2 separate regions of the Gossypium arboreum genome follow, and region 1 is linked to region 2. The links are chromatin contacts, called in public Hi-C maps. All regions are on one chromosome and are shown on one strand. Each heading gives the region's core, a stretch centred on a gene start, on an enhancer-like site or on the middle of the called end of the contact. The rest is flanking DNA. Distances are from core to core; before and after follow the strand shown. Region 1 holds the start of LOC108450009 (ISWI chromatin-remodeling complex ATPase CHR11). Region 2 has its middle 8.9 kb from the start of LOC128283287.

Region 1 (6,813 bases), core at 2,181-4,680, 370 kb after region 2:
CTTTCTATGTGCATGACTCTTACTGACAATGATCCTTGATCTATCACAGTCTAGTTGGTCCCTCCTCAAGCTATTTATCCTATGATTCTTGCAAACCACAAGCCAACACCTTCGTAAATTCAATGCACTTAGGAGTTTCTACTACATTACACTAAATAAACCCCATCTTGCAGGGGTTTTCAGATAGAGAAGATTCAAACACACTACTCCCTGTTTCGTTTTAACTATTTTGGTGTGCCTGGGTGTCAAACATTTATTCTTCATCCGCCTATCTTTAATAGCAGAGTGGGTACATTCGTAATGGATTTTCATTAAGGAGACATAGTCTTAACAGACATACTTGTCACTTGTGTCATCCCTCTTAGCACTTCTTTAGGTTCAGGGTGCCCAACTGACCCCTCTATTCCAAGTAAACTCACTGAGGTGCTTATGATTGTGTTTCTAACCTACCAAAAATTCTTATCGACAGATTCTTACTACGATCCTCAACTAATTCTCCTTTCGTTTACCCATACACTAAGCTTTATTGGCTCGTCAGTCCCCATGACTGGCTCTTGTCGGGATATTACCCTTATGCCTTACCAGCTTCCATGATTACTGTTTTGATAGACTATTTCCCATTTCTATTACATTTTTCCTTCATTGACGGACTACTCCATGTTTACTGTCCCAGCAGACTACTCCAGTTACCAAAGTTGAGCTATGGTTTTAGACTTTATACCTCTTTAAGGTGTCACATCAAACAACCTTATCGTCATTGCGGTGTCACCCCATAAAGCCTACCGACTGCCATTGCGGTGTTGCTCTGTGGAAACTTATGCTATCAACATTGATTTATCTCATATTCACATTGATCCTCGAACACCAAAGTGTCCCCCTGCAAGGCCTACAGCTTTCCACATCACGGTTTGCTCCCAACAATCTCGGATGGTGAAATTTTAACGGAATTCTATTTTCTCCTATTCTTGATGCTTGAACACCGCAGTTCCCCCTCCACAAGGTCCAGAGCTTCGCATATCAAGGTTTGCACACAGCAATATCGTATGGCAATATCTAACAAAAATTTTTATTCTTATATCATAGCTCCATCTATCCCTTCGATTATTTTCCCACCATTCATTCAGGTAATATATGTGTTTCACTTTCATTACTACATGGAACATGCTATCCTTTTTAAATGTAGATTTCTAACTATCTCATACATACTAAGCTACGTAGCAGATACCATATATCAAACAATCTTATGCAAGCTTGGTATATGCAATCAGCAGAATTCATTCATCATAATAGGACTTAACACAAAACCGAGACAACTGCCAAGTATTTCAGTAAATAGAGTACAAAAACTCACCTGACACTTCTTTACCTCCTTCTCCGCTTAGCTTTTCTAAACGCTAGAGCTTCTACTCTTCTGGTAGCTAAGCATGAAAAATCCAAAATCATGAGTTAAACTTAGTATTTTCATATTAAAACTCAGGTTTCCAGAAAGCATGTAGAATCCCCTAAAATGGTTCTAATAACCCTTAACTTTGTTTTCTAAATCTTATGTACACCAAAGGGCTTAGAACCTTACTAACTCCTTGGATTTTCTACTTCTCTAAGTAATTCATCACGATCATTGCTTCGTGTAGAGCTTTTTATAACTATCACTTCCTCGAAGCATCTAAGGAAGAAGATGAAGATAGGGAGAAAAATGAAACAGAATCAAGATGAATCCTCTTTTGGAAGTCACCTCTTAGCTATTTATAACCCTTCTTCTATAACCTTTAATCGTGTAAAATCCATCCATTGATAATCATGGTGTCTCCCATTAAAGAAACAACTGGTTTGAATCCAACCAAACTAGCATTAGATTTTAACCAAGTCCTAAATTGGTTACTATCTTCTCTTGATTTTCCAGTAGAGATCGCCAACTTATGGCTTCTTTTAATGTAACCCCTTAATTATTTCTTAATTTCCAGTTTCAGTGGAAGCCGGGTGTGACACTCTATACCTCAACACCCTTTACATTTGTTGTTTAATGGTGGTGCATTCAAATTGACCAATAGCATTCTATTCATCCAAGGCTCATTTCACAAATGAGTTTTCCCTTTTTGAGGTTGTACCCATCACAATCGCTTATCTTAGGTGGCAGAAAACCTGTCCCTTGGCTGTGGAGGTGATGGTTAGCTCATTGTAGACCTTCTCTCTCTTATAAACCTTTGACCCCTAGCCATTGTAGATTCTTGTGGCAAAAATGGCAAAAGAACAAACGAAAAGTTGAAAGCAAAACATATGGAAAACCCTTAAACTTTGAAGTTGGCAACAACTAAAGAAAAATTAAGAAAATGTAAGAATTCAAGAAAACATTAATGGCTTCATAGATGATTGGAACCCAAATTTATAGATTTTTCTAACAAGATTTCATAAAGGCACCGTTTTGGGCTCGAAGGCCATGGCCAATGGCATCTAGCCATGTACCGTGTCAAACATCTTTCATCATGGTCACTTCTCCCTAAACATAATCAAATTTATGATGAAACTTCTACAATAGATGCAATAACTCTTCGCTTTCCACGGTAAGGGGAAGCATTTTTCATCTTCTTTAAAAAGTTACATAGATGAATATCTCAAGAAAGGCCATTGTATAACCTCTTGTTCGACTAGAGGACTATTGTTATACCCCTTCGCTACATAGACACGTGTCAGCGTGGCAAAAAAGTTGACTTCCTTTTTTACTCCATTTAAGATAGTATCTTAGTTGGCCACCCACCTAAACTTGGGGAGTTGTAACACCTTTTCATCATCAATACCACCTGCTTTTAGGTGTGAACACACTCTTAATTCAATAAGGAGCTTGTTTAGGCATAAGTTCATTGTATTAATCGAGTACATAATAAGATGGGCCCTACGGTGCACACCCTTCACGCCCATAAATATCTTTTACGCATCTTGTAGGATTGAGTATTTATCCTGCCACGTCACACTTGTGGACATGAGTACCTTACCTATAAATACCCTTACAACGATGAAAAAAAAGATTGACCTTTTGAAACCCTCAAGTTACTTTGAGCAAACCTCTCATCTTTCACCTTAGTTAATCTATTCTCTTGTTTCTTTTTTACTCTTCTCCTTTCTAGGTGAACCGACCGTCACTGATTCACCACTATATCCTCCTTTATTGGGCCTTGTATCAACATACTATGTTCTCCTTTAAAGAAAGAATATTGTCTTTGTAATCTTCAATCATGGTGTTCATGTAAAAATGTTCATGAAATGAATTGCAATTTAGAATTTTAAATCTTATTGAAAACTATTAAAAGAAAATTATTATGAAAATTTAATTCAACTAATTCTATTCAACTTTTAAAATTCAATCCAAATTAAATTGAATTTTAATAAATCGATTTTGAAAAAACTTTAACATGGCAACTCAAATCGGTGAATTGAAGGGTTGGAACTTTGCCAACTCCGAGAACGACGACGCTGAGGCCTGAGGTAGGCAGCCAGCGGGTTAAGTAGGCGGGAAATCGTGGTTTCTCTAATTGGCGGGAAATTCCTCAATTGACACTCAATCCACTTCAAAGCATTAAATCTCCCCATCTCCAAATCCAACGGCCACAAATTTACCAACTTTATTTCACTCTCAATTTTATTTTGCACCCCATAACTTCCCTTACAAATAAATATTCGGCCTTTTATACAGTCACTCTTTTTTTTTCTTTCACTGAACGAAAAATAGAAGACAAAGAGAAAGAAGAAACCCTCGATCTGTCAAAGTGATGGCGAAATCGTCGAAGCCGGCGTCGTCTGATGAAGTCCTATCCAACGGCTCCAATTCTTCTGAAGATGAGCGAATCAACGACCGGATGGAGGAAGACGACGACGACGAAGAGCTCGAAGCCGTTGCATGCTCCGACGCCGCTTCCGACGAAGACGATGAACCCGTCCCTGAAGAAATCGCCGATGAGGTCTTTTACTATTTGCCCCCTCTTATCAACTTCTTTATCTTGCTTTCAAAATTTTTTCCTTTTGGTTGTTGTTTATAGTTAGGGTTTGCTAATGATTGAAAAACTTTACTTTTAAACTTTTAGTTTGTACACTCTAGAATGAATTATGCTCCTAGGGAAGCTTAATTTCAACTTTAATGTTCCTATCTAAATGATTTTTTTTTTTGTAGGACGAGTCTAACGGTGATGATCCAGAAGTTAGTAAGCGTGAAAAGGAAAGGTTAAAAGAAATGCAGAAGCTAAAGAAGCAGAAGGTTCAGGAAATATTGGACGCTCAGAATGCTGCCATTGATGCCGATATGGTGTGTATTCTATAGAAAAGTTCACATTCAGTTATTTTAAGTATAATTGATGGTTCTGTAATGCTTGATTTGTGGCAGAATAATAGGGGGAAGGGGCGTTTGAAGTATCTTTTGCAGCAAACCGAGTTGTTTGCTCATTTTGCTAAAGGTGACCAATCTTCATCACAAAAGAAGGTGAAAGGAAGGTACAGAATATATACTGCAAAATATGTTGAAATCCGCGATTTATCCTTTTTTGTGTTGTTTTTATGATATTGCTGGTTGTAAACAATGCATTTTTTTTTTTATCATTTGGCTTTGATGATTTTCATTGTTTTTTTTTTTTTGGAACTACTTTATATTAAAGTTGTTTTGACTTAGACATTCTCTAGTAATGGTTTCCACCAATTGTTTAATGTAGGGGCCGTCATGCTTCAAAAGTAACTGAAGAGGAAGAAGATGAAGAGTGTTTGAAGGAGGAAGAAGATGGTTTGTCTGGAAATACTAGATTGGTGGCTCAGCCTTCTTGTAAGTTCTTTCTCTCTTGCTCACCTAGACCTATCAGTTGGAGAAATCAGTTCAACTTTTTTCATTTCTCCATCTCTGTATCTCTAGGTATTCAGGGAAAGATGAGGGACTACCAACTTGCTGGTTTAAATTGGCTTATACGACTGTATGAGAATGGTATCAACGGAATTCTAGCAGATGAAATGGTATGTGGTGTAGCTGTGACTTTATAGATTGTTTACTTTTTAAGTTCATTATCAAGTCTCGATTCTACGGTCAGAACAAGCAGCAATGTCACTGGCTGATGTTTGTTCACTAAATGTTTGAATGCAGGGATTGGGAAAAACTTTGCAAACCATTTCCTTAATGGGCTATCTGCATGAATACCGTGGGATTACTGGCCCTCATATGGTTGTTGCTCCAAAATCAACTCTTGGTAACTGGATGAATGAAATTCGTCGGTTTTGCCCAGTCTTGCGAGCTGTAAAGTTTCTTGGGAATCCTGAGGAACGAGTAAGTTGCTTGATGCATGCTTTACCGTTTACTCTATACATGATTCTTGATGCCTTTTAATTTCTACAGAGATACATCCGTGAGGAGTTACTGGTTGCTGGGAAGTTTGATGTCTGTGTCACAAGTTTTGAAATGGCCATCAAGGAGAAGTCTGCCTTGCGTCGTTTTAGTTGGCGCTATATAATTATTGATGAAGCCCATCGAATCAAGAATGAGAATTCACTCCTTTCAAAAACAATGAGACTCTACAATACTAATTACCGTCTTCTTATTACGGGTACTCCACTTCAGGTATGCATCCAAATGTTCTTTGATATGGAAGTACTTACTGAGTTTTATATGTCTACTTCCAGTCTTGGCGTCTGCTTACTTCACCATAAATGCCTATGCTATTTAATGTTCTTGACTTGCATTTCAGTTGAAAAGTTGGTCTAGCATGTATCCCTTTTTCTTGGTTGGGTCCTTTTTAGGTTCCACCTGAAATGATTTTGCTAATATTTTTTTTTATCTGTTTTGTACTTCATTTGTTATTCATATTAGCCTGATCAATAGTGACTGTTTTTTCTTGTCTTGTTGATTTCTTGTACTTGAATCATTTTAACACTTCATTGGTCAGTACATGTAATAATCTTGGTATCTTTTGATTTCTTTTTTGCAGAATAATCTCCATGAGCTTTGGTCTCTTCTTAACTTTTTATTGCCGGAGATTTTTAGTTCAGCTGAAACCTTTGATGAGTGGTTCCAGATTTCTGGTGAAAATGATCAGCAGGAAGTCGTTCAACAACTTCACAAGGCATGTTAAAATGAAAAATTGCCTTTCTTTGTGCCAGGCCTGTGGGTTTGAACGAATAAGTCATACCTTTTTTTTGTCTCTGCATCCTTAGGTTCTTCGTCCATTTCTCCTTCGTAGATTGAAATCAGATGTTGAAAAAGGTTTGCCTCCCAAGAAGGAAACTATCCTGAAAGTAGGAATGTCCCAGATGCAGAAACAGTACTATAGGGCTTTGTTGCAAAAAGATCTTGAAGTTGTTAATGCTGGTGGAGAGCGTAAGCGTCTTCTGAACATTGCAATGCAGCTGCGCAAATGCTGTAATCACCCATATCTTTTCCAAGGTGCTGAACCTGGACCTCCATATACTACAGGGGACCATCTTATAACCAATGCCGGTAAGTTTACTTCCCAGGTGATATAGGCTTTTATTGGTATTGAATGAGAACTGACCTTCCCGGTTTATTTCCAGGCAAAATGGTTCTCTTGGACAAGTTACTTCCAAAGCTGAAGGAACGTGATTCTCGAGTTCTGATATTTTCACAGGTAATTTTGAGGGTTGTCTAAAATTATCTATATGTTTATTGATGCCTCTGCACTGAATGTGAATGTGTCATCACCTCTGTATGTATTCCATACATTATTCTTCTAATTTTAGTTTGTTTACAGCATTTACATCTTTATATGTGGGAATTTATTGAATTCAGATGACAAGGCTGCTGGATATTCTTGAAGATTATTTGATGTTTCGCGG
Region 2 (6,152 bases), core at 3,385-5,884:
ATACATTTGAATAGTAAATTATGCTATGCATTTCTAAACTTGGTTTTCCATTGTCTACACTCTTATCACTATTTATCCCTTCTAGAATGTTAGAATTCATATACATACAAGACCATTCCAATTATTAGCATCAAAGTATTAGTCCATACTCCGTCTACAATTATTTTTTAATTTATCTTTGATGATGTTAGTGGAATGCACTTAATTTAGGTTTGCTAATCCGCCCCAATTTAGAGTAAAAGTTACTCTTGCAGCCCCTATTATGAGTCTACGGGACCCAAAAAGTAGTTTAAAAATATGTAGGGACTAATTTGAAATAAATCTGGAAGTTTAACAAAATGATTAAAAAATTTTTGATTTCAAGGGTCACACACCTGTGTGGCCAGGTCGTGTAACTCTCTGACTTCAGTCACATGCCCATGTATGTTTCCCGTATGTGACACACGCCTATGTGGTCAGACCGTATGTACCCAAAAGTACCTTAAAACTCAAGTTTACCATTTCCTACTTATTTGGACACTAAGCAACTCAATTACCTATTATTTAACCAATCCGAAATACAATCAAACATACACCAAACATGCCAAAACATTTATCTTAGGTGCCTAACCAATGTACCCTCATTGGTACCACAAGTTATATCATCAAAACATATCATAAAAGCATCATTCAAATCAAATGTTAAAACATGCCAAAATCACTCAACTTAGCTGAGCTTATAACTACCTCAATATCAAGCTTAAGTTCACATACACCTAACAAGCATTGGTCCAAAACAATATGCCAAATTATGGCTTCAAACACGAACATATATTTATATACTCAAACCAACGTTATACTTATAACCTCATTTACAATCCAACCACAAAATAACTATTAACTAAGACACCTTGGGTACATGCCATTATAAAAGGTAAACATCACCACATTTAAGGTCTGGATCGTTGTTGGATGCTGAGTCGGCGATCAAAAGAGAAGTACCTAACCTGCCACGGAAAATAAAACCGTACGCTAAGTAAAACTCAGTGATATTTCTATAATCCAAACAATTAAAGATATGATGATACAAAAATGTATAATTTGAATTATACGAACATACTATTGTCTAAGGTTACAATTACCATAAACCATCATTTCAAATTCATGCATATTACCATATCATTTCATACCATACTCAATTTTCACATGCTATCATATTTGATTTGTTTAACAAATATCTCAATTCATATCACTTACTATATAAGTAGCTTTTCACATATCAATTCACATTTCATTTAAACAATGGCATATCCATTCCATATTTAATTCATGAGTACATAACTCATATATTCCATTTGTTCATAACATATTTCACATTTCATTTTCAATCCACCATCTCATTTCCATTTCACATACCATGCCATTTCAATATAAATTTTATAACTTTATTATTTATTTACCCCTATTAACACGACTCAGACTCGGACGGATACACGGATCCAACCAACACACCAATTTGACACCCAGTGCCTCATCGAATAAATATGAAGTAATAATTGTGCCCAGCGCTATATAAATTGACCCCAGTGTCTCATCAGTTAAATCGAAGCAAATTGGCACCCAGTGCCTCATCGACTCGAAGTCGAAGAAATCCCTGAACTCTTCCTATCATGTGGCATGCCATCTATATCTGCCTCAGCACGATACAATTAATAGGGATTCATTTCACTTTTCAATACAACCAATTCCTCAATTTCATGAATATGTATCAGCACATATAAGCATATATTCAATTTGATAATAATCACATTTTTCTCAATACACATATATTTATAATCGATATATTTCATAATATATAAAATCAATCCATTTCATTTCAATTCAAATAATCAATACATTCATAATGTATATACCAATTCAATCCATTTCAATCAACTATAAATTTAATTCACTATTAAAGTGTCAAAATACTCACGTCAACCACTTACCATATGTATTAAATTAAAATACAACAATTAACAACTAGGTTCTAATTATGGAAATACAAACCGTGTATTCTGAGCTATTCAACTTCGATTTTATCTTTCCCCTTTTTAGTTGAGGATTTCGGTATGACATTAGCTACGGAATTAAAATAATTAAAATACATCAATACAACACAATTCAATTTCACATTGAATATTTAAATTTTTACTCAATATTTGCTTAAATTCCAATTTAATCCCTAAACCGAGTCTAATTTTTATTCTTCACAATTAACTTTATGTTTTCATGCTCATTTCACTTTAAACTAAATTTAACTCTCTATTTTCAGTTATATCCCTAAATTTCAAAATTTTCACAATTTAGTCCCTATTATTCAAAATTTAAAATTTGTTATACAATTTAATCATTTTCCATTTCTAACTTAAAATCTATCAATTAAATCACTAATACTAAAACTATTCGACAATAACAATATCTAAAATCTTAATCAATATTAAAATTTTGACATGGGTCAAGTAGTTCTAAACACTAGGATTCCAAAAATATAAAAATTACAAGGAAATAGACTGAATTGACTAACCAATTTTGAATTTTAGCCTAAAAGTCCTTGGGGCAACTACTTCTCCCTTTTCTATCTTTCTTTTTCTTTTCTTTAATTTGCATCGAATGTTTCATATTATTCCATATATTTTATTTTACTACTTTCTTATATCATTATTATTATATTATAAAACATATACACATACATTAAATATTTAACTTATTAAATATTATAACATGTATATAATATATATATTCCTAATGCCGTCCACCACAAGGCAAATGCAGATTTACCATTTTAGTCCCTCTATTAATTTTAATCTATAATTATACTTCTAATACTTATACAATTTAATCTCTACACTTAAACAACTTATAATTCATGCAAATTCACTTAACCAAAATCAAATTAACTATACAACTAACTTCGTAAATATTTGTAATAAATATTTACGAGTTTCATTTATGGGAACGGAGTCCCGAGAATACACTTTTCGACACCCCTAACTATAAGGTCGCTACATCGGAAGCTTTAAGCCGTATGATTGAAGGCAAGTCAATGGCCATGGTAAGATTCAGTGGAGGTCCGCGAGATAAAGTCATGTACGTGAATCTTTATATATCTGTTTGCATCTATGTCTTCACAAGCTTCATAAGTCGCCAAGAATAAGATCGTTTACTTGTAATATATTACTATGTGCGAATCTAAAGGTATGAGATATCTACTTATGCGAGTCCATATATGAAATATATGACAGTTTGTCAGGATAGTCTTGCATGTATGATTCCGCCAATAGAGGATTCACTCTTAAGAATCCGCCTACATGTGATATGTTTTTAAGGGTGGACCACTATGAATGGGTTATATGTTATTGTGAGATAGAGGCAAGATACGACGGTCCGCTAGGTTTGTCTATTGGATTGAGAAGAATAGATCTTCTTTATTAGTCCGTAACGGGGATCTTCTTTATGAAACTGTCAATATGTTTTGCATACTTGAGTCTGAAGCAAGAATCCTCATTGATTGTACTACGAATCTGAGTTTGTTAGGATAAGCTATTAATAGCAGTCTGCAACAACAATTGTTCGTCAAGATTTATCTTAATTGGTTATCGGGATTTATTGGTACAAGATGAGCTATGGGAGTTATCTATGAGTTTTCTTTCATAAGTTCTAAAGTAAGAATCCGGAAGGATTTCTTTTTAAGGAAGTAGATGCATGTGGGTCACAAAGACAACTAGTAAAGATAGAATTCACAAGGATAATCCGCCAAGAGGTCAAACGTTTATCTGCATTTTGATACTACAATTATTAAATCACATTAGTGAAAGCTTTTATGTGTGCAAGGCTTTGTATAGTCGAATATGAAATCTTTTGTTTTCAAGTCGTTAGTAGTTGACCAAATACAGACGAGTAAGATGAACTATTCTCTTTAATTCTACGAGAAAAAGGAAACCCCAGTTTAGCGATGACCTTGTCTACTTTTTCTTCTCTCAGCCTTGTCTTCACCAACGTCATAATTCACTGTTTATTCTCACGAATATATTCCTTCACAATACGATCAAACCTCGGATGACCAGCACCCTGACAATTCCAAAAAACGATATTACTGTCCATAAAAAAATCACTACTGCTCCTTCCTTAATCATGGATCTCCACCATGGACTTGGTTTCACTGGAAACTTCATCATCTATCAGCACCCATAGCATCATCCAAGCTATCTTCTTGTTGTTCCAGCCTATTAAGGATACCCTCGATAGCTACACCCATTGGTAATGCGCAATTCCTGTAGTCTTTAATTCAAACTCTCCGACACAGGATGTCCTTCCTAACATCCTTCGACTATACTGATTTTTGATTGACCCATCTGGACGCTACACTGCCATCCAAGTCAGTAGCCATATCCCCATTAATCGCATCTGGCCTCAAAGCCTCTTGAATCGCCATTTTTGAATTTCCCTCTACTGAAATAACAACATGATTCTTGGGGTTTAATTTTGTTTGTATCAGTGTAGCAATGAAGCCTTCCAAGCTTGGAGCTTGACTTTTGGGCTTACTTGGCCCCACCTTATTCAGCATTATGTCCTATCTTGCTAAGCTCACTCCATTTTTATTATTGTATTCCATTGGTCCATACAAAGACGAATGGCCGGCATTCCTTGTGGACCCATTTGCAGCCCAACCATTAACACTCCCAACAACACTTTTCCCGTATCCCTTCTCGGTCCATTATTATTCGCTGCAACATCCTTATGTTTCAGATTTAACCCAGAGCTGGCCTTCCCCGATTCTCTCCTTTATTGCTGTGTGTCCCTAAATTAGTGGGATTTTCATCATCCAAATTTGTTAGTATATAGGTGTCAGCGTTCGGTCGAATCGAGTGAGAATATTTCGAGTTGATGAGTCCTATTTTATCATCCTAACTAGATTTGAAATTTTTTTGAATCAATTCAAGTGAGATGAAATTCAAATCGAGTCGAATTGAGTGGAATTATTCGAGTTAAATTAAAAAATTAACCATGTCAAATTAAAATGTATAACTAATTTCATATTAGAGCACATAAATTTGAAACTATATATATTTGAAAACTTTTTCAAAGCAAAATAGTTGAAAAAATATTTTAGTATGATAAACTTAAACCATTAATTAACTTTTAAGTCCCCAAAATTATTATTCTAAAAATAATAATTTTTAACTTTCTTTATATATTTTTAGAATTTTTAAAAATTTTATAATTTAAAAAATATGAATTTTGGGATTTTTATAAATATTTTGAATTTTAAAATTATTTTGAATTTTTGAAAATTATTTTGAATAATTTTGTAATTTTTGTTGAGAGAGACCAATTTGTTCATTTTCAAACTTGATAGGGACCAAAAGAATATTTATACCAATAAGTTATTCGAATTATTTGAAATGTAAAATTCAACTTAAATCGAACTCAAAACTCAAATTACTTATTCAGTTTACTTGAATAATTCGAACAACTTGATTCGATTAACTCGAAATTCTATTTTTTTTAATTTTTTAATCGAATTGAGTTTTACTCATCCCTATTGAAATGTCAAATTTTGAATTTTTAGAATTTATGGCGAGACTCCTGCTTACAAACTTTGCATTCCTCCTTGCCGGTTGTCTTCCACGTTTCTCCACCACCATCCATGAACCAAAATCCTCCTCCTCTACACGCTGTTATATTGTTGGTTATGGTTCATTCAACACCTCTTGTCTAGTAGTCGCCATTTTATCCGTTGCCGTGGCTATAAATCTCTCCCTTGTATGTCCATAGTGTCCACAATTGTAGCAAATGTATGGGAGAGTTCATACTCCACCCTTTGCATATGGTTTTCCACACTGATCTTCAATACCAAAGACTTAGTCAAATTGACACACACTGCCAACCTAGCAAATTCACCTCTTGTTCTGTTTTCAGTAATTTAATATTTACCACTTTTTACATCAACTCAAACATTTATTTTATATGAATTTATATCTACTTTAGTAATAAAACTCTCAAGATTTCGTTACTAGTTAGATGGGTACTAATTCAATTGAAAAATATAAAAAAAATCATATTTAAAAAACAATATAACTATATGTGGTAAAAAATAATTTGACATTTCTTTAACTATTTCTTTTAAATTA

The links. A called contact is a pair of places that touch in the nucleus more often than the background predicts.
Region 1: a contact with region 2 is called in a Hi-C map of leaf, with 3 times the contacts expected there. The contact joins the promoter of LOC108450009 here to the enhancer-like site in region 2. A contact is called at or near these places in 2 of 5 Hi-C or Micro-C datasets (both in leaf).

The regions. Positions count from the first base shown.
Region 1 is chr10:102,591,035-102,597,847 of ASM2569848v2, forward strand. LOC108450009 (ISWI chromatin-remodeling complex ATPase CHR11) reads left to right here and starts at 3,431. Exons shown (of 25, transcript XM_017747427.2): 1 at 3,431-3,950; 2 at 4,160-4,291; 3 at 4,370-4,476; 4 at 4,692-4,798; 5 at 4,886-4,983; 6 at 5,111-5,290; 7 at 5,360-5,581; 8 at 5,949-6,083; 9 at 6,175-6,457; 10 at 6,532-6,605; 11 at 6,767-6,813. The coding sequence starts at 3,762.
Region 2 is chr10:102,219,692-102,225,843 of ASM2569848v2, forward strand. No RefSeq gene overlaps it. Among protein-coding and RNA genes, the nearest start is that of LOC128283287, 8.9 kb to the left of the region's middle. Within about 2 kb of position 4,635, at least 1 of the 2 cell types and tissues checked has an H3K27ac peak or open chromatin away from gene starts, as enhancers often do. A contact at or near this core is called in leaf, where this site is marked.